4 separate regions of the Mus musculus genome follow, and regions 1, 3 and 4 are each linked to region 2. Evidence: chromatin contacts called from public HiCAR-type and promoter capture Hi-C data. All regions are on one chromosome and are shown on one strand. The core of a region is the stretch at or near the end of the contact, and the rest is flanking DNA. Distances in the headings are between cores, read along the strand shown.

The links. Promoter capture Hi-C pulls out the DNA fragments that hold promoters and counts their contacts. HiCAR-type assays count read pairs that join an accessible place to other places.
Region 1: a promoter capture Hi-C map of maxillary cranial neural crest shows a contact between it and region 2. The contact joins the promoter of Oscar here to the promoter of Zfp583 in region 2. A contact is called at or near these places in 3 of 39 promoter capture datasets (hippocampal neurons, maxillary cranial neural crest and pre-B cells).
Region 3: a promoter capture Hi-C map of hippocampal neurons shows a contact between it and region 2, with 5 times the contacts expected there. The contact joins the promoter of Cacng7 here to the promoter of Zfp583 in region 2. A contact is called at or near these places in 2 of 39 promoter capture datasets (hippocampal neurons and liver).
Region 4: a contact with region 2 is called in a HiCAR-type map of astrocytes, with 5 times the contacts expected there. The contact joins the promoter of Mboat7 here to the promoter of Zfp583 in region 2. A contact is called at or near these places in 1 of 39 promoter capture datasets (hippocampal neurons) and 1 of 115 datasets of contacts at active chromatin or transcription factors (astrocytes).

Annotation. Positions count from the first base shown.
Region 1 is chr7:3,613,298-3,618,371 of GRCm38.p6, forward strand. It overlaps Oscar (osteoclast associated receptor), which reads right to left and starts at 2,860. Exons shown (of 5, transcript NM_001290377.1): 1 at 2,744-2,860; 2 at 2,187-2,219. The coding sequence starts at 2,780. Ndufa3 (NADH:ubiquinone oxidoreductase subunit A3) reads left to right here and starts at 4,076. Exons shown (of 4, transcript NM_025348.3): 1 at 4,076-4,110; 2 at 4,320-4,394. The coding sequence starts at 4,101.
Region 2 is chr7:6,328,805-6,333,866 of GRCm38.p6, forward strand. It overlaps Zfp583 (zinc finger protein 583), which reads right to left and starts at 1,630. Exons shown (of 5, transcript NM_001033249.3): 1 at 1,266-1,630; 2 at 451-512. The coding sequence starts at 459.
Region 3 is chr7:3,328,498-3,334,178 of GRCm38.p6, forward strand. It overlaps Cacng7 (calcium channel, voltage-dependent, gamma subunit 7), which reads left to right and starts at 4,328. Exons shown (of 6, transcript NM_133189.5): 1 at 4,328-4,539. Prkcg (protein kinase C, gamma) reads left to right here. Exons shown (of 18, transcript NM_011102.4): 16 at 538-645; 17 at 1,331-1,471; 18 at 1,649-2,602. The coding sequence ends at 1,837.
Region 4 is chr7:3,689,050-3,694,387 of GRCm38.p6, forward strand. It overlaps Mboat7 (membrane bound O-acyltransferase domain containing 7), which reads right to left and starts at 3,937. Exons shown (of 8, transcript NM_029934.4): 1 at 3,692-3,937; 2 at 2,991-3,069; 3 at 2,757-2,886; 4 at 2,213-2,339. The coding sequence starts at 3,066. It overlaps Tsen34 (tRNA splicing endonuclease subunit 34), which reads left to right and starts at 4,561. Exons shown (of 5, transcript NM_001164204.1): 1 at 4,561-4,840.

The DNA.
Region 1 (5,074 bases), core at 1,610-4,109, 2.7 Mb before region 2:
CAGATTTCTGAGTTGGAGGCCAGCCTGGTCTACAGAGTGAGCTCCAAGACAGCCATGACTATACAGAGAAACCCTGTCTCGAAAAAAAACAAAGCAAACAAACAAACAAATAAGCCCATAACATAGTCAATGACCCAATACTTCCACTGCTTCACAATAGGCACATTCTTGTTTGTTTGTTTGTTTGAAACAGGAATTCTCTATGTAGCCCTGACTGTCTTGGAACTTGCTCTGTGGACCAGGCTGACCTTGGACTCAGTAATCCATTCATTTATCTCTGCCTCACTAGTACTTGAATTAAAGGCATGCACTGCCACTGGCTGGCTGTTGTTTTGGGTTGTGTTTGTTTGTTTTTTGGGTGTTGTTGTTGTTGTTTGAGAAAGGTTTCTCTGTGTAGCCCTGGCTGTCATGGAACTTACTCTGTAGACCAGGCTGGCTTCAAACTCAAAAATCTGCCTGCCTCTGCCTCCCAAGTGCTGGGATTAAACCACTGCCCAGCTGTTTGTTTTTGAGGCAAGGTCTCATTATGAGTTCAGGCTGGTCTTGAACTCAAAGAAATTTTCTTGCCTCTGTCTTCCTAGTGCTGGAATTAAAGTTATATACTATCACTGCCTATCACCATAGGCAATTCTTATTTGTAAATATATTTAAAGAGGCAGGGCGGTGGTGGGCACACGCCTTTAATCCCAGCACTTGGGAGGCAGAGGCAGGCGGATCTCTGGGTTCAAGGCCAGCCTGGTCTACAGAGTGAGTTCCAGGACAGCCAGGGCTACACAGAGAAACCCTGCCTCAAAAAAAAAATTAAAGAGGAAATATAACTATCTAATAATTGGAAAATATCTCTAAGACAGAACATAAGTTTAACACTTAAGACACAGAACAGGATGACTCATAAAATACTAATTCTGATCTGGTAAGAAAAGGAGGAAGTATGTAAATGCATGGTACGGATGAGTGCTGGGAACCTTTCAGTAGGATTCGGGAACATGGGAAGGGGAAGAAGAAGCCTGTTGCATCTTTTGGTAATAACTGGGCCTTTATAACCACGAGTACCTATTTGATTTATCATTTAAATAGATTTAACATTAGGATGCTGGAGAAATGGCTTAGCAGATAAAAGTACTTGTTGCCCTTGCAAAAACTGGGGCTAGGATTCTCAGCAGCTCATGGTGGCTTACAAGCACTGTACCTCCAGTTTCAGAGGCTCCTCCTGCTGTCTGCTGAACTCTGCGAGCCCTGGACATGCATGTGGTGTGTATGCATGCAGGCAGAACATTCATGTACATAAAACTAAATCAACTGATAACTCAGGGATGAATGGCTTCCCAGTGGTTCTCAGGCCAAATTGAAGCATAGTGGGAAAAATTGAAGAGAGAAGAATTATCTCCTCCATCAAAACCCTGAGAAGAAGCCATCTCGGGTGGGGGAACCTCCTTCTGTGGAAGGCAGGCTCCCGTGAGAGAAGCTCGTATACTTGGCATTGAGGAACTCCTATGTCTGGAGCCTTGAAATATGCCAGGATCTGGCCCTATAGTTTCCCTATATAACTACATTAAATCCTCACTGCAGCCGACTTACCTAAGGAAATGGAGGCTTCAAGACCCCTGTTTTTTTTGTTTGTTTGTTTTTCTTTCTTTCTTTTTTGTTTTTGTTTTTGTTTTTTCCACACAGGGTTTCTCTGTGTAGCCCTGGCTGTCCTGGAACTCACTCTGTAGACCAGGCTGTCCTCGAACCCAGAGATCTGCCTGCCTCTGCCTCCCGAGTGCTGGGATTAAAGGTGTGCGCCACCACGCCCGGCTAAGACCCCTGGTTTGTTCAAGGACATGCAATAATGAACAAGATTGTCTAGGTCTCCTTAACATCCACATTCATGGTCATCTCTATTCACCTATAGTGGTTACTAAAGAGATGAAGGACAAAGTGAAGGGAGAAGAGAGCAACATGCAGGGGGCAAGGAGGAGGGGATGGAGGAAGAAGGAAGGAAGGCTATGAAAGGGGGAAGGGAAAGAGACAGGAGAAAAGGGAGAAGAAAAGAGGCAAGGTATGTAGTGGAGGAAGGGATGGAAGGAGAGAGGAAGAGAGGGGAATGAGGGAATCTGGGGTGAAGCTAGGCACAAAGATAAAATGAGTTGTTGGAGGCGAGGTGTGAGCAGCATAGCATAGAGCAGGTGGAGTCTCCCACTCACCTGTTGGTGTGAAGTCAGCACGGCATGCAGGCCCTGCAGAAGGTGAAGAGTTGGTTTTTACAAAGCCCTTTGTGGACTACCGTCTCCCCTCTAAGGAGCCCTAGACTCTGATTACATGAAGCCTGCCACCGTCTTTTTTAGGATCAAGCAAAACTCTGTACTTCCATTCCCCATACTTAAGAAGCTGCTGTCTGACCCAAGAGGACAGGCCTCTGTTCCCCACCTTTCCTAAGAACAATACTTTGCTCCTTGGGGTTTCTCTGCCTTGGGGTTTGAAGGTTTAGATGCCCCCTCCCTCCAGCACAGTAGACTTGCCCATTTACCATGAGAACTGAATACATTCTTTGACCCCTAGATATCCCTTACTCTCCTCTGCCTGGAGATCCAGAGAAACCTATGCTCACCCCCGACCCAGCAATCTGTCTTCCCCCGTTTAGGACTCAGGTATCTGGGTACCAGTCCTGATTCCTTTTTCTAAATTGGATGTTGAATTCCATATGAACAGATATAGCCCTCAGCCCAGCCAAGGATCCACACACAGGGGAGGGACAGCTCACAGAGAGTCGACAGCTGGAGTATCAGCGACAGGACCATGGTGGGCACTCTCCGTGGAGCTGAGGAAAAGGTTGACCCTGCCTTTTTCACTCTGAGGAAATGAAGCAACACCAGAAAGCCATGTGAGAGTCCTGTTTAGGGAACAGAGGAGTCAGGTGGAGGCTCCTGGGTAACTGTGTCATAGTTTCATTGTCTTGGAAAAAGTTGCAAGATGGAACAGTCATAGCCTCTGGTGTTCTTTAATTTAACTTAAAAGTTGGGGAGGAGGGCTGAGGACGTTGTCGCTAAGTAGAAGACCACTTGCCCAGAGTAGCCTCAGCACTGAGGAGAGAAAGGAAAGGGGCAGGTGGGAGGAAGAAAAATGGAAAAGAGGAAAAAAACAACAACAACAACAAAAAAAACAAAACAAAAAGGTAGAAAGGGAAAAAGAAGCTTGCTGTACAATATGTACTATGCCGGTAACAAGAGAAGGCTCAGACTCCATTACTGCTCTCACTGTCCAGTCCAGATATGTTAATTTTTTTAAGTGATGTGCATTATCTTAGAGGCTCAGGCTTGTAATCTCACCAGCTTGAGAAACCAAGGCAGGAGGCTGTCAAGTTCAAAGATTGCAGGGCCAACTTGAGCCATTTAATGCCCTGTCTCAAAATAAAAAGTAATGAAAGGGCTGAAAAATGTGGCTCAACAATAAAAGATATGCCTAAAATCCACCAGCAGGGACCTGGGATAGTAGAATCTATCAGCAAGTGGACGGAGGAGTGGCTCAATCGGAGATGGGTAGCCTAGCCTGTCCTGGTTTCAGTTTTCAGCACTAAGGGGCAGATGGAGGGAAAAGCCATGATCTGCATGCTAGTAACACAAAGCACAGGCAGTCCTTAATATATTTGGGATTAATTTAGAATTTCCAGAATGAGCTTATGTCTAGATGTGATCTCAATGTAAAGCTGACTTTTTTTTTTTTAAGGTTTATTTATGAGTACACTGTTGCAGTCTTCAGACACACCAGAAGAGGGCGTCAGATCCCATTGCAGATGGTTGTCAGTCACCATGTGGTTACTGGAAATTAAACCTTTGGAAGAGCAGACAGAGCTCTGAGCCATCTCTCCAGCCCAAAGCTGACTTTATTACAGGAGAACGTTATGTTACTTCTCCGATGCATTTGCTGAGTTATAAACTATAAGAAAATGGTGAGGCCAGCAGGTGTTCAAGGTGGTTTAAATCTTTCAGTCCTCTTAAGCCTCACTCCAGAACTACAACTCCCGAAAGGGTCCACGTCCTCGCCCAAGGGGCGGGGCCTCACGCAAGGAGAAGGACCACAACTCCCAGAGAGCTCCGCTCCTTGTCGCCGCCAAGAACAAGATGGCCGGGAGTAAGTACAGGTTTGGAGCTCGCGGGGATCAAGTAGTTCCAGGAAACTGTGGGCTGATCCGTGGCTGAGTCTCAGTGGAGCCTTGGGGACCGGTAATCCGTCCCAGAATAGGGGCGCGGCAGTCACGAGGGTGCAGAGCAGGGGTGATACGAGAGTGTTAGAGGTCACCGCAGTAGTCCCCAAGGGTGACTGTCTTCTCACCTCTCTAGGAATCTCTGCCTTCCTCAAGAATGCCTGGGCGAAGGAGCCGGTGCTGGTGGTGTCCTTCTCTGTCTGGGGCCTCGGTGAGTGCCCCCTTCCCCGGCGCGAAAGTGCATCCTCCACCCGGAAGTCATCAGCATTCCACGGCACAGTTTCATCTCGCATCCCCTTGCCAGCCATATCCTGACATTACTGTCGCTCTTCCCTCACCACACACAAGAGGTGCACATTCAACTCAGTTTGACTCTGTAGGCAGAACTCCTCGGCGAAGTCTGACTTATGCAAATCTCTCAGCAAGCCTCCCACCTTGCAGTGGGACAGGGTTACTCACAGTTCTGATGCATTGAAGCCCGGGAGATGGAGGTGACCTGTTAAATTTTCATTCTGAAAGTCTGGGGTGAGGCCTTGGATTTGGCAGCCATCACAGTACCAAAATTGTCAGTATTGCTGGCCTGGAGTGTGACAGAGAAGTTCTAAAACCCACCACCAGCTATCTACCACCCTGACTTTCAAAGACCTAGAATGCTCTAATGTATGTGGTTTTAATTGATTATATGTTGAAATAGTGATTTAATGTATACTTGGTTCGTTCTTAAAGTTAAAATTACATTTTTTAAGGTGTGTGTGTGTGTGTGTGTGTGTGTGTGTGTGTGTGTTGGCTACCAGTTGGGTTTGGGGGGTCGGAGGACAACTTACTGGAGTCAGTGCTCATTCTGAGTTCCAGTGAGCAGGTAATTTTAACTATTGAGCTCTCTCACCACAC
Region 2 (5,062 bases), core at 380-2,879:
CAGCACCATCCCCAATTTGATACATCGGATTTCTGAAAATCATCTTGAACATGAGTTTCTGCCAAATGCCCAAACTCTGGACCCCCCAAAAGCCCTCCTATTTCCTTTCAAACCAGAGATTGTAGAGAAAAGCTACCACACACATCTACACCTCTAATACCCACAATATGAGCTTACATAATCCCACCAAAAAAAATGTATTTTTGCCTCTTAGAGTGAGTTCCTAAGAGCACTGAACCCACAGGCGAGGCTGAACTGCGTCCTTGCTGGCCGGGGGAAAGGGTGCTCTTAGCTTAGTCTTGGGGGACTAGCTCTTGTGTTGCAGTGGAGAACAAGAGCAAGTCACTGGAGAGAGGAGATTTTGTCAGGCAGCTGAATTTCTGAAATCAAAGTGGTTTAGCCTGACTGATAAATAAGGTGGCATTCCAGGGAAAAAGAAACGCTTCTTACCTTGGACATGGCGTTAAAGCTTCAAGAATGTATGGCTGTGTTTCTGGGAGCAGGGAGGTGTCCTAAGAAAGTAAAGTGGACAGAAACAGGAAACTGTAAGTTCCAGGTGTATCCTGCAGCCCCAGCATCACACCTCTGTCCTTCTCCTCCCTCCACAGACATGCATTTGAGGTATCCCTACATTTAACAATGCTTTTCCTATGTACTGTATAGTTCTGGGACTCAACATATATTTTATGTCTAAGTTATCTCTTTCACTTATGTCTGAGCAATTTAAGACTGGCATTATTAGATTAGAATCTTCCACCTTTCACACATGAAGGTTTACATCATTGAAGATACACAAGGCAATAGTTGAGAAAATAACTGTGCCAAACTGGAAACTAGACTGGAATTTATAGTGTATAGATGACGTTAAAAGGAAGTATATCTCCACCCTTTCCATAAGGATGAGATGTAGGCCATCAAGTGAAGCTACTTTGCACAGAGTGGGTAGCAAAGGGACCATGTGATCTAGAAGACAGTGGACCAGGATCAGGATACCCTACAAATGCCCCCCCCCGCCCTTCCCCCCCTATGATATCTCATACTGTCACATATTTTCCAGCACTGTCTGTCTCAAACAGTTACACTGTTTAGATGCAATGAAATAGCCCTATACACTGTTATTCGGGCCCATACATTGTCACAGGCTCCATCCCAGCTGGTAGCAAAAGTCTTGCTGTAATAATATCACATAGTCCCAAATGCAGCCTCAAAGCCCCTCATGGCGTCTTTATCCCCACATTCCACATTGTCACAGACCCCCCTTGTACCTGGTGGCATAGTCTTGTGTATTCACACACATCCTTATGGGATCTCACAGTCTCATACACCATCATAGGCCCTTCAACACTGTGACATGGTCTCATAGTGCTACACCTATTGTCCCAGCCTCTCACTCTATGTCATAGCCAGCATTCAGTCTCACAAACTGTCACAGGCCCTGACAGTACTCTTGGCACAGTCTCAAGCCTCAGGCCTTCACAATAAAGTGGCTTGGTCTCAACCCTGTCAGATAGGTTTCCAAACACATTCTCCCACATGCTGTCATATACAGTCAACACGCTGTCACAACCCCTCAGTTTCAAGCAGTATTCAGTCTCACAGCCACAGGCATCTCGTACACAAGGTGTGGTCTGACACTGCCACTCAGATCCCCACTCCAAAGTGCTCACATATAATACACCCTCCACTGTGCAGTCACCCACACTGTCACAGCCTTTCAGTCTTACACAGTGTATGCAGTACCAGACCCCCTCACACGGTGTGGGGTCTCACTGTCATATGAGTCTTCAGACACATTCTCCCACATGATCCCTTATATTGTCACAATCTGTCACACACAATGTCACAGCCTCGGTCTCACACAGTATTTAGTCTCACAGTCAGAAGTCCTTAATACACAGTGATCCAGTCTAACACTGTCACTCAGCTGATCCCTCCCCGGTACAATCACATACACTGTCACAGTCTTTTAGTCTCACAGAGTATTCAGTCACAGGCCCCCCTCATGCAAGTGGGTGGTCTCATACTGTCACACACATGATAACCACCTCAGTCTCACACAGTGTACAGGCTCAGCCACAGTCACTCACTCATGTTCCCACACACATCCCCTAGCGCTATCACACACTGGCACAAGCCTCTCTCTCTGTTTCATGTATCTCCATACTCACAGTCACAGGCTCCCCCCATTATGGGGTGCTGTCTTATAATGTCACATACATTGTCACCGCCTCAGTCTCACATAGTTGCAACCTTACAATCATAATAGGCCCCTCATATACGGTGGCGTGGTCTCGCACGGTCACTCTGCACCCACTACACTTTCTCCCACGCGGTACCTTGATCCTCACCGAGCGTCTCCTCAGTCCTCGTCACCTCTCACTCGGCGCCGAGGCAGATCTGGCCGGGGCCGGGGCTCGATCTCGCGGCGCCGGTAGAGCTCACAAAGGCGCGGCTGCGGAGCGACTCCGCGCAAGGGCCTCTGGGAGGTGGAGTACTGCGCTTGACTGGAGCGGCGTAAGGCATGCTGGGAACGCCTTTTAGGGCGCGGCTTTCGGGGGTCCTAGAATCTCCGCTGAATTCTGTCTCTTCCCTTCCGGTCGTCAGAACCAGAACTCACTCAGGCTGCGCAGGAGCTGCTTGCTCTCCTCGGTCTCTTAGACGAGGAGTCGGGGGTGGGGGTAGTTGTGGTGGTGGTGGTGGTGGTGGGGGGGCTGTGCTCGAGCACGCATGCGCAGTGCTAGCTGGCCGGTGCCCTGTCCAGAGCAGCGGATGAAAATTGGTCATCTCCTGGTTCAGGGCCCACGTTGCTGGGTTTCTTTCTCCCTTGTTTGTTTACCTTCTCTCTGCCTTACCTTTTCACGCATCATTCATTACTCGCCTTCTGTATGTCAGACTCTGAAATGGACACAACAATGAACCCCGCCTGACCAAAATCTTCATCTTTATGGAACCAACATAGACTGGGGAGGAAGTGCGCTAGGGCTGTAACCCAATGATAGAGCTCCTGCCTAGCTAGAATGCTTGAAGCCCTAGGTTAAGTCAGCCATTGGGGGGGGGGGGCTGCTAGAAAAAAAAAAGAAGTTGGGGGGCTATTTTGGATAATATTCTTTTTTTTTAATTAAATTTATTCTCTTTACAACCCAATATCAGCCCTTTCTCTCCTCTCAGTACTCCTTTCACGCAAGTCCGTTGCCCGCCCCCCAATTCCACCTTCCCCATTTTTGAGGAGAAACCACTTCTCTGGGTATGAATTCCCCGTCCCCCCCATCAAGTCACTGCTGGACTAGGCACATCTTCTCCCACTGAGGCCAGATAAGGCTGTCAGGGATGTAGGGGTAGGGATCCACAGGCAGGCAGGCAGCAGGCTCAGGGACAACCCCTGCTCAAATTGTTGGGGGACCCGCATGAAGACCAAGCCGCTCATCTACATATGAGCAGGGGCCTAAGTCCAACCCAAGCTCGCTCTCTGTTTGTTGATTCAGTCTCTGGCAGACCCCAAGGGTCCAGGTTAGTTGACTCTGTTGCTCTTCTTTTGGAGTCCATGTCTTTTTCAGGTCCCTCGATCTTTCTCCCAACTCTTCCTTAAGACTCCCCGAGCTCCATCTTATGATTGGGTGCAAGTCTCTGCATCTTTTTCCGCTGGCTGCTGGGTGGAGCCTCTCAGAGTACAACCATTCCCTCCCCGCCCCACAAACACACTTTTTTTTTTTTTTTGAGACAGGATTTCTCTGTGTAGCCCTGGCTGTCCCGAATCTCATTCTGTAGACCAGGCTGGCCTCAAACTCAGAAATCCTCCTTCCTCTGCCTCCCAAGTGCTGGGATTAAAGGCGTGTGCCACCACTGCCCGACCATTCCCTCCACTTCTGCTCTATGCTTGTCCCTGCACATCTTGTAGGCAGGACACATTTTGGGCTGAAGGCTTTGGGGATGGGTTGCTGTCCTTATCTTTCCACTGGGAGTCCTGCCTGGCTATAGTGGCCATATCCCCACTTTAGGATCCATATCCCCACTGCTAGGAATCTCAGCTAGTTTCTTCATTAGGCCCTCTTGGGCCTCTCCCCATCCCAGGTCCCTGGCATGTCCTAGAGATTGCCCCCACCCCCTAGTGGATCTCCTTTCTCTGTCCCCTACATATGATCTCCCCGCCCCCACCCCATCCTCTTTTCTACCTAGTAACCTCCTTCTATTGACCTCTGATACCTATTTGTTTCCCCTTCTGAGAAAGATCCATCCATCCTCCCTTGGGCCCTCCTTGTTATTTGGCTTCTTTGGGTCGGTTGATTATAGCTGGTTATCCTGTACTTTATGGCTAATATCCACTTATGAGTACGTACCATGCATGTCCTTTTGGATATGGGCTACATCACTCAGGATGATATTTTCTAGTTCTATCCATTTGCCTGTGAAATTCATTTTAATAGCTGAGTAGTATTCCATTGTGAAGATATACCACATTTTCTGTATCCATTCTTCAGTTGAGAGAAATCTAGGTTGTTTCCAGTTTCTAGCTATTACAAATAAAGATGCTATGAACACAGTTGAGCACGTGTCCTTGTGGAATGGTGGAGCATCTTTTGGGTGTATGCCTAGGAGTGGTATAGCTGGGCCTTGAGGTAGAACTAGTCCCAATCTTCTGAGAAACCACCACATTGATTTCCAGAGTGGTGGTACAGGTTTGCTTCCCACCAGCAGTGGAAGAGTGCTCCCCTTGCTCCACACTCTCACCAGAGTGTGCTGTCCTTTAAGTTTTTAATCTTAGCCATTCTGATGGGTATAAGGTAGAATCTCAGAGTTGTTTTGATTTGCATTTCCCTGATGGCTAAGGATGTTGAAATTTTCTTTGGATGTTTCTTGTCTTTCGAGATTCATCTGTTGAGAATTCTGTTTAGTTCTGGACCCCATTTTTTTTTACATATGATTTTTTTTTCTGTTTTTTCAATTTTTAATTAGATATTTTCTTCATTTACATTTCAAATGCTATCCTGAAAGTCCCCTATACCCTCCCCCCACCCTGCTCCCCTCCCCACCCACTCCCACTTCTTGGTCCTGGTGTTCCCCTGTA
Region 3 (5,681 bases), core at 3,078-5,577, 3.0 Mb before region 2:
AACAAAACCTTCACATTGTGTTGCCTTTCCTAATCACAGAAGTCTCAGCCCCTTATTCAGTGAGGATAATCATTTCCAGTCTTTCCTGCACCCCCTCCCCCATTAGATGACATATTGCCAGATTTACATAGCAGAAAAAGAGAGCCAGACAGTAGAGTGATGCACAGAACTAGGGCATGTATGATGAGGAATTAGAGATGAAAATGGAATCGTTGCCGGGCAGTGGTGGCCAACGCCTTTAATCCCAGTACTTGGGAGGCAGAGGCAGGCGGATTTCTGAGTTCAAGGCCAGCCTGGTCTACAGAGTGAGTTCCAGGACAGCCAGGGCTACACAGAGAAATCCTGTCTCGAAAAAACAAAAACAAAACAAAACAAAAATGGAATCGTTTTCTTGCTTTTATCCAAGGCGGTTGGCCATAGGGGAGAGGTGGGGATGCGTTATCAGGATGCTTTTGTGTGAAGTGGATGTTGGTGGATGCACATTTGGGAAAGGCTGCCTCTCAAGCCTCTGACTTAGTTCTGCCTCCTTCTTAAAAGCCACCCTTTGATGGGGAAGATGAGGAAGAGTTGTTTCAAGCCATCATGGAACAAACTGTCACCTATCCCAAGTCACTTTCCCGGGAAGCTGTGGCCATCTGCAAAGGGGTAAGAACTCCAACTCCCAGCTTTTTCAGACCCACCACCCATATACCTCGGTGGCCATCTTTTTCAGAAAAAGGCTCCTGTCACTCAAACCTTCCTACAGCCATCTTCTGTAAAAGTCGTTTTGAACAATATTTTGCTACCTCGCTGTCATCCCAGACCAAGAGCGGCCTCTGCCTCACCCTGACCCACAGCAGGAAATGTTGAAAGGGCAAGGCCTGTCTCTCTAGAGCTGGATGGGTCAGATTACCCCTAATCCCCATGACATATTCTTCATGGGTCTTGCTGAGTCATCCAAACTGTGAGCCTCAGTTTCTTCTCCCTGGTTGATGCAGAAGAAAGTGCATGGCCCATAGGAGATCTTCAGTTCTCCCCATCTCTTCCTCCCCTCTTCCTCCTTTTTTGGATTTTTCCTATGTCTCTATTTCCCCCTCTCTGACTCTTTTACCACCACACTTGATTTTTAAAAGCATTTTAAATTTAATTTTTAGCCTATTGATTTGTGTGTGCGCACACACATATACATCAGAACACAGATGTGGAGTTCAAAGGACAATGTTAAGGAGTAATTTTTCCCCTTCCAACGTGTGGGTCCTAGGGATCGAACTCAGATCATCTATTAGACATGGTGACAAGTGCCTTTACTCGCTGAGCTATCTGACAGGTCCTCTCTGTGTGCTTTCCACAGTTCCTGACCAAGCACCCAGGAAAACGCCTGGGCTCAGGGCCAGATGGGGAACCCACCATCCGGGCTCATGGCTTTTTCCGTTGGATCGATTGGGAGAGGTTGGAGAGACTGGAAATTGCACCTCCTTTCAGACCACGTCCGGTCAGTTGCCCTCCCAAACTCCTGTCCCTGGAAGTTGGGGCTCCCGAGCTTCAAAACTTGTATGTGGAGGTGGGGGGCCCTTCTGCAGAGATGCTCCTAAAGGGACGAACAGAGACCACGGGGATGTGCATAGATTTTGATTATCAGGGCTTAATTTTCCTTTCGTTCGTATCATAGTGTGGCCGCAGTGGCGAAAACTTTGACAAGTTCTTCACGCGGGCAGCGCCAGCACTGACCCCGCCAGACCGCTTGGTTCTAGCCAGCATCGACCAAGCTGATTTCCAGGGCTTTACTTATGTGAACCCGGACTTCGTGCACCCAGATGCCCGCAGCCCCACAAGCCCTGTGCCCGTGCCTGTCATGTAATCTCATCTGCTGCCGCTAGGTGTCCCCAGTGCTCCCTCCGCCAAGCCGGCTGTAACACCCATCTACCCTCTCTAGTCCGAATTCTAGGTCTCTTAACCCACCTAGCCTTCTGGCCTCTTTCACGCACCCCAACGAGTTCTAGACGCTGTTTCCCAGCATTGCTGGCATTTTAAACTCAAAGAGTCTCTAGAGCCTTTCTGTGTTCTAGATTCCGTTGTGCTGAGCCCTGATTTTCCCCACCCCCAACATCTGGATACTGTTCCAACTCTTCCCAGAAACCCCACTTGGTAGTTTATGCCTTCTCTCTCCCTAGACCATTCTGGGGAAAATAGTCTCATGAGATTGCCTGCTCCAGACTAAGACTCCAGATCTGCTCCCCGCATCCTTCAAGGCTCCTCCTACCTCCACTTCAGTTGTAGAGTTAAGTGGGAGTCTGGGCTCAGCGTTCCAGACCACCTCCCTTCCACGCTCTGGGGATTCCTGGCATGCACCAAGAATTCTTTCCCCCTACTTTTCTCAGTCAGCTTTTGTTCTAGACTTGTTCCAGAATCCCTCAATGCTCACCTGCCCCGTGCATGGCTCCAGCCTTGGTCGGAATCACACACACACACACACACACACACACACACACACACACACACACAGCCCTTGTCCTCCGCAGTGCCTGCAACTTTCTGGGACTTTCTCATTCCCCACCCCCTTCCTTTATCCTCTCCCACCCAGACACAGCTGCTGGAGAATAAATTTGGGATGCTGATGCTAAAATGTTTGGATGTTTTCTTGTAAAGCTTAGGGGGCGAAGTGGGTGCGGAGGTGGGCTGGCTGTACATAGAAACAAACATGGGGGGTGGTGGAGAGAAAATGCACAGACCTGTAAAATAAAAAGAGAAGACAACTTTTGCATGAGAGCGCCATGCAAACCGTTTTTTCTGAGAAGACCGATGTGACCACATTGGTAACATACTCAATGAATAACCCTTGACCAGTGTGTCAGCAAGTGATCGACCCTCCACCCAGTTACCACACACTCATATTCACCCAGAGCAAAGTGCAGATACAGACAACATACACCAGAATCTAGAGAAGTCCTGGTAAGAAATATGAAAAGCTAGCCTACTGTGGGGAGACAGACTTGTTCAGAAGGACCCCATGTTACAGAAGGTGAGAGAACCAGAACCTGGAAGCTTGGGAACCAGTTAGCAAGGCAGAAGACAGGCAGAAACGTCCTCCCGGCCTCTTTCTCCCCTGACCCACTTTGCAAGTACGTGTGGAGGAGAGCAGGGAGTGAAGGGGACCAATCAAGATAAGACTACGTTTCCCAGCAGACATCGCAGAAGACCCTGCCCCCCTCCCCAGGTGCTGTCCTCTGGCCGCCAGGGCTGATGGGGAATGTAGTCTCTGGATCGGGCAAGCCAGCAGAATGGTGCCCCTGTCAGTGTGTTTGGAGGGGACAGAACCTCAAAAGCTTAGCAGGTTCCTTTGAAGGCCTGGCATCTCTCCTCCGGATCTTCGAGTCTCACTCCAACTGGAGGCTGAGGTTACCCCTTTCTCTGGTATCACCTCTCCTGTACTCTTATCACGTTCCTGAAAGCCCCAGTCCAAGTTTCGACCCTCGGCGGGCAGCCTGCCCCTTTAAGAGTGGCCCCGCTGACATCACGGCGGGGGGGGGGGGTGCTGGCCCCGCTCCCAGCTCCGCGGCGGCTGCAGGACCCGGCTCTGCTCTGCGCCTGCCCGCCAGCTGCTCTAGGGACCCGGCCCGGGACGCCCCTTCCCGCCTTCTTCAGCTGCCCAGACCCCCAGGCTCCGCCCCTTGCCTGGCTACAGCCCCAGTCCTCGTCAGGGGGATATCCCATCCTGGCTTGCCCCTGCTGTCTCTCCTCAGAAAGTCAGTCTCTCTCTCTCTCTCTCTCTCTCTCTCTCTCTCTCTCTCTCTCTCGTCTATTTCTCTCTATTTTTCTATTTCCCCATCCCATCTCCTACAAGCTTAAGGTCCCTGGATTTCAGTTTCCTTTGGTCCAAGGCCTCTGAGCTCTCCTTGCCTGGATTTTGGGGCTCTCTGACCTCTCTACTCCCAGGGCCTCAAAATCTCTGAGCCGCTGGAGTGGTGGGGGTGGGGACACCTGAAACTACTCCATCTCTGTCTCCTCTTTTCTGTCTGTCTTTTCTAGTCTCAGGACGCGTGAGTTCCAGAAAATATTTCTCTCTCTCTCTCTTCTCTCTTCTCTCTCTCTCTTCTCTCTTCTCTCTTCTCTCTTCTCTCTTCTCTCTTCTCTCTTTTCTCTTCTCTCGCTCTCTCGCTCTCGCTCTCGCTCTTGCTCTCTCTCTCCTTCTTGGGCTCTCTGCCTCTGTTTCTATTCTCTCTCCCTCCCTGCCTGCCTCCCTGCCTTCCCCCCATCCTGAAGGCTCATCTCATTCCCTCGCTGCATCCTTCTCCCTCCCTTCCCGCCCCTCCCCTCCTCCGCATTAGCCAATGAGCGGCCGCTGGTCCCTGCTCCCGGCTGCGTCCGCTGAGTGAGGCCGCGGGCGAGGGGGGTGGGGGGTGGGAGGCCCGGAGGGGGCCGGGACGCCGGGCTCGGGGGCGGGGGCGGGGGGCGCGGGCACCGGAGACCCCGGTGGCGGCAGCGGCGGCCGGGGAAAACCGCGGGGCCGGTCATGCGGCTGCGGGGCCCGCGGCCCGGAGCGTCCGCCCAGCCCTGAGAGAGGTAAGAGCGAGGGGAGGGTCCGGTGAGGCAAGGGGGCTCCGAGCTAGACCACTCTCAGCCGGAATTGGGGCTCGGGGGAGGTTAGAGGGGCTCCAGGTATGGGATCCTGAGGATTTCAATGTTGAATTTGGGAAGGTTTTGGCGGATAGAGGAACATTTGGGCCTGGTGGATCCCGGAGGACCTGGGGTCCGAGGGTCCGAGAGTAAGAAAACAAACTCGGTGTTTGAGAGTTAAGAGACCGTCGCCACTGGGTAGGCTCTAGGCGGGGTCTTTGAGGAAGCGGATCACGACGAAGGAGGAGGGCCCAGGCCGGTAAGAGCAAGCCGTGAGTCTGGGAAAGGGTCCTAAATAAAGCGGAGAGTTACGGACTCCAAGGATATCGAAGGGAGATGGAGTTTGGACTTGGGCTTTGAGGAATGGCACTTGAGCCATTCAGATATCCAGATCGCGGAAACGCTGGCGTAAAGGATCAATCAGAAGGAGATTCCAGGCCTGGTGATGGTGGAGGTGGGGGTGTCCCAGAGGTGGAATGGCAGCAGAATAAAGAGCTGTGTGGGTCAGGTAGAAAGAAGATGAACTGGACGTGAGAAGGAATGGGATTAATGTAAGAAGTGAGGGGAATTGGAAAGGTCCAGCTCCCCAACTGCTAGTCTAGTAGGAGGAGCAGACCCGAAGGCTGAGGTCAGCTCCCCAGACCAAGACAGTCCGGTGATTGGGTAGATAATGCTTGTATGAGCTGAGTACTGAAAGCAGAGCAGGCAGCTGGCGGTCAAGCCCCAGAGCCACTTGAAGGGGGATGGGAAGAAAAGCTAGACAGCTCTGTTAAATCTAGATCTTTGGGTCCTCCACGAGGCTGGGGCTGAAAGTGAGGGGTTCTGGACCTAAGAACCCCAGGATGTAAGTGGTGACTCTGATTCTATGGTCTTTATTGGGATGGAGTAGAATCCAAAAGCTTACAGAATTCTGATGGAGCCAAGTAGAGTCTCATGTCTTAATTGCATATTGGGAAAATGTTTGGGGGAGGTGTCTCAAACTTTGTAATGAAAAAGATGGTGGGTGGGAGCTGGAGAGATAGTTTAGTTAAGAACACTTGCTGCTCTTCCAGAAGACTCGAGTTTGTTTCACAGCACCTGTCAGGTGA
Region 4 (5,338 bases), core at 2,687-5,186, 2.6 Mb before region 2:
TTCTATACCCTTTTCTTCTTCTTTCTTTTTCTTACTTAAAAAAAAAATTATTTATTTACATCTTAAATGCTCTCCTCTCTCTCAGTCTCCCCTCTCCCAACCCCTAACTTTCTCCTCTGAGAGGGTACACCCCCAAACTCCCCAGCACATCACGTTTCTGCAGGGTCAGGTGCTTCCTCTTCCACTGTGGCAGACAAGAAAGCCCTATGTGCTGGGGGATTCGGTCCAGCCCATGTATAGGGTAACCATGTATGCTCTTTGGTTAGTGGCTCAGTCTCTGAGAGCTGCCAGAATCTTCCTCTCTTCTATCTCTTTCTCTCTCTTTTTTCTTTCTGCTTTCATACAACTCCACAGCTTGTTTGCCTGCCTTCCTTCCTTTTTGTTCTAGTACTTAGACATAGGGCCTTGCAAACATTATGTAAGTGCTTTAACACTGAGCCACATCCCAGCCCCCCCCACCCCCTTTTATATTTTGAAACGAAGACATGCTAAGTTGTTCAGGCTGGCTTTGAACTTGTGGTCCTCCCAGCTCCCCTTTAGGAGAACTGAGATTATATTCCTTTCTGACTCCACTGGGTAGGGATGGGGGGTAAAGATGTCCCAACTGCCCTTCCAGATCTACTCAACCTATCTTAGCCTGAGACAAAACTCTTAAAAGGCCACATCTGTGTCCTGCTTCATGTTAGTCTCAGTGGACAGAGCCCCAGCAGATAGAGAGAGGCAAGAGAACCAAGCCAGCACTTCTCCTACTTCTTCCTGATTTTAAGGGGTAGAATGGGGTTCTTTTCCCTTTTAGGCTCCACAACATACAGTTCTTCCCCTGACCCAGCTATTGGTCCAGCTTTTTATTTTATTTTTTAAAGAATACTGTCTCCTTTTCACCAAGCCATTGTCATAACCCAAACCCCTCTAATCATCCTCAAAGCAACATGTCCCACATGAATCGGAATCACTGTCTACAGCCCACAGTGTATATGGATCAAGCTGCTTCATAGTCACCTAACTGGTCTGTTCCAGACAGGGTCTTATACAATCCAAACTATTGTCAAACTCCTCATTCTGCAGCCTTTACTTGCCGAGAGCTGGAATTACCAGTGTTCACCAGCACTCGAGCCTTTTGGGTTTTCTGTTTTTGTTTCTTCCAGAGCCACTCAGTCTAGGTGTCAGGATTCAAACTTAGGTCAAAAACAAACAAACAAACAAACAAACAAACAAACAAACAAACAAACTTCTTCCTGAGGGCATGGGGCCACAGAGCCCCCTATGGCCTGGCTTCCGTTGCCCTTTCAACCACGTGTTATTCAGAAAGTGCGTGGACGTGGCAAGCATAGTTTGCAATGCCCAGCCTGTTCCTATCTACATGTGTAGGTTCGTACACACCCAAAAGGCACTTCTTCCAATGCACAGCTGACCAATCTCTGCCTAATGTTGTGTCTGCCATAAGAACAAAGATGTCTGGAGAAACCAGTTCTCCACCTGGCTGGACTGTCCATGGCTACGTTGCTGGAGCCTAGAACATAGCAAGAGCTCACGACTGTTGTAGTCTGGGCTAGGCACTGAGGACCACTCACTTCTTGCCCTTTTCTTAGGTGATTAAGATTCAGACCCATGGCTAAGAATGTAGTTCATTTGGTCAAGTGCTTGCCTAGTGTGTTGAGGTCCTTGGCTCGAGTCCCCAGAACCATAATAAACCAAGCACAGTGGTGCAAGCCTACAATTCTGGCACTCGGGAGCTGGAGGCAGAATCAAAAGTTCAGTGTCTTCTTTGTTTGAGACCAACATAGGGTGCTACACGAGCCTCTGTTTCAAAAATGAAAAACCAAACCTGCACTTTGTCCCAGCTTTGAGCCCTTGGGCCGGATACCTTCTCTATAGAGTAATTTTCCTCCTTGGAGGACGGTTTGCTACAGACTCAAGAAGAGCATGTTAGCAAAACACACTGGGGAGGAAGATTCTAGGTGTGCCAAATGGCTTGTGATAGAGCACTCAGGTTATCTCCTTATCCTGCAATGAGTGGAGAGGTGAAGACTTGCTCCAGAGGATGTGGGAGGTGAACTCTGTCCCCAGGGAGAAATGAAGTCCCAAGCTTAGGGTTTGTGAAAGATAAAACTCCACAGCCCTCCCCCTACTATGAGAAAGTCTGGGAGGAGAAAGCAAGGAGGCTCCCCAGCTCCCAGGGAGACTAAAAGAAGTAGTGTTCGCCAAGTCTCACCTTCAGTGTCAACAGCAGCTGGACAGCATTGGTGAAGGGCGTGGGAGTGGGCAGGCCCAGCAGGCTGAGGGCTCGGAAGAAGAGGAGATAGGAGAAGGTCCAGGCAAGAGCCAGGGCATGGCAGGAGCTAGGACAGAGGTGGGAAGTCATAATGTTGGGTACAGGGACCTTAGCCTCTGTTTCCTTCTCCTGAGATACCCACCCCCGCCCCTGCCCACATTCAGACAGAGAAGAAGAGGTGAGAAGACTGGTGAGTAACAGAGACAGAAGAGGCACAGCCAGAGATAAGAAAAGAATGACCGGCATTAAGAGAAGCTTCTGGAAGAAGGAAGGCACTTCAGCCAGAGCTCAGCCTGACTGGACTATGGAAGTCAGTCTGCCACATGGATACTGAGGACTGGGGCAAAGACACAAGGTGGGAAGAAAGATGGCCAAGGCATAGCGACACACAGTAAGATTAAAGGAGAAGAAATAGAAGACTCGAAGAGGAAACAGACTGCTGCTTCTCTGCATCCTTCTTCCTTTCTCACCACCTAGTTCTCACCAGGGCTGGGCCTGAATGAGGGCCCAGGTTCCCAAGATGGTGATCAGAGAATGCAAACTGTGGGGGCCACAGGTGAATAAGGTGAGCCCCAGGCCCACAGCTGCTGCCCCCCATCTCTTCAGCCCAGGTCCTGAAAGGAAAAGGTAAAGTATAAGCCTAGAACCTTCGGGAGGGGTGATTCCCCACCCCAGCTCCCTCACCCTAATTTTCCACTAGACAAGGAACCTGACTCACCAGCTTTCTTAAAGAGGAAGCCAACAGGGATGGAGATAAGAAGGACCATTAGATATGTCCATTCTTCGGGTGTCATGGTCTGGGGGAGGAAGGACTCACAGTGAGAACCAGTATTCCAGTCCCTTCCTCTTTTGAAGACAGTAGAATCCCCTTTGAGAACCCAGGCCTCCAGCTCACTCCTCCTTCCAGGACCCAAGAATTAAGCCCCCACCCCACCCCTTTGCCAATGTTGAAATCAAAAGTACTTCTACTTCCATTTATGACCCACACCTTCCGGCCAGAAAAACAATCCTTCACAACACCCCTCTTCTCTGAGAGCCCAGGAATCTGTATCATCCTCACCCTCCTGAGTACATTGGAGCCCTTCTGGGTCCCCAATTTCCTCTGCGTCTTACAGGACCCAGTACTCCCACTCCCGCCCAGCTCGGAGAAGCCCAGCATTTAGCATCCTGTTTTCTAAGCTCTGAGCTCTGGGCTCCTCTTTAACCCGTACCTCGGAGAGAAGGCAATGACCCTGTACGATCTGCAAGCACCTTTCGTAGCCCAGCCCCGCGCAGCGAAGGCCAGCGTGTATCCGATTCTGCCTCGGCAGATCCACAGGCGGTTACGCCACCCAGCCCGGCCACGCTCTGGGCGCTGTCCCCGCACCCCGCCACCCTACGATCTTCGTGACGCCGCCATGCAACCCAACCTGGGCCCACCTGAACCGTCCGTGGGCCAGAAGACTGCGGAGCTCCTTTTCGAGGCCGCCTCGGCTCGCGCCACGCCTCCCCAGCTCAGCACGCCCCCGCACTGCCCGTTCTGGAGGGCGCCGGCAGGGCTGCGCGGTCCAGGCCCCGAGAGCCGCGGCTGTACGAGTTACAGCACCGCAAGAAAGGTACCCAGAACACCAGTCTGCCGCAAGATGCCTGTCGCGATCTTTCTAGGAGGTCCCCGGGCAAAGAGCTGCCAGTACGTGAAGGGGCGGGGTTTCGGGTCAGAGAGGCGGGGCCAAGATCTTCGAGTCCCGTTGAGACTTGAGGAGGAGGGACCTGGAGCTCAGAGACAGACTTTCAGCTTCGGATTCCTTCGGGCACACTCGGTCATTCAAGCCCTCGGCATGGAGTGCCACAGCTTCGGCTTACTTCGGGGATAGCCGAATTCCAAAGTCACGGCTCGGAATTAGATGCGTTTACAAACTCGGCCGGATGTAGGCGGGACCACACACTTCGGCTTGATTCGGAAATAATCGGGTCCAAAAGTCGTTGTGTAGTGTTAGGCGGGCTCAAGAACGCAGAACGAAGTAGGCGGGACCGCATGCTTCGGCTTACTTCGGAGATAGTCGGAATCAGCCGGGGTCCGAGAGTCAAAGAACCACGGGGTGTGGGCGGGATCGCATATTTGGACTTACTTCAGATAGCTGAATGCTTTTTCAGGTCACGGTCAAATGATATTGAGGGCAGCCGTTTTGGCCTAACTTTGGAAATAATCAGTAGACTTAACAGGCTGAGCTAATAGTCTTGAGGGAGGAAGGCGGAGCCACAGAAGACCGGAAAACGGCGAAGGGGCGGGGCCGACATGACTGGTGGATTTGGGGGCGAGGCCAGAGCAATGACCCTCAAGGTCCCATTTGTGCAGACCGGAGTGGCAGTGAGGGCTTTCTTGGCTTTTCCGCTTTGCTGACCTGACGGGATGACGGAGGACGCGCTACGTAGGGCCAGCTCCGCCTTAGCCGAGAGTTGGTGTTGGCTAGGGGTTGACTTATTGCCTCTGCCTGAGGACAGTACGACAGATTGAAAGGGAGCCACGACGCACACTGCACCTCGAGTGCGACTGTGGATTCAATCGTAATTGTGAACTCCTTAAATTGGGTAGGAAGTGGGCGGGGCCACAGCTGGAAGAACGATGGGATCTGGCTAGGGTCGAATGCTGAACCTTTTGCAACTTAGAGGGGGTGGCTGATTCTACTGAGCCGAGATCTCCCGCATGCGTTCGGGAATAGAGTCGAGATCTTCCGAAGGCTGAAACGCTTGCGTTCGGGTAGGCAGGACTCCCGATTGAGCCGAATTTAGGATGCTGGAACATCGAACAGCTGGCGCAAGACAGGACTGGGTTTCTTTTAAAGTCCGACTCAGAATAGGCGGGAAAGGCGAATCTGGGCACTTCGAAAGGGGAGGGGCTGGGCTCCAAGTATTTAGAAGAGGGTGTGGCTTGAGCAAACCACCCTACATTGAGGTTCTGAGATTTGACGGACGCATAAGAAGACACCCACTTTGCAAAAAGGGCGGTGCACCACTATGGCGGGAGGTCTCTCTGAGGGGACGAGAGATGGTGGTACGCTTTGGCAGAGAAGATGGTCACCTGGAGCT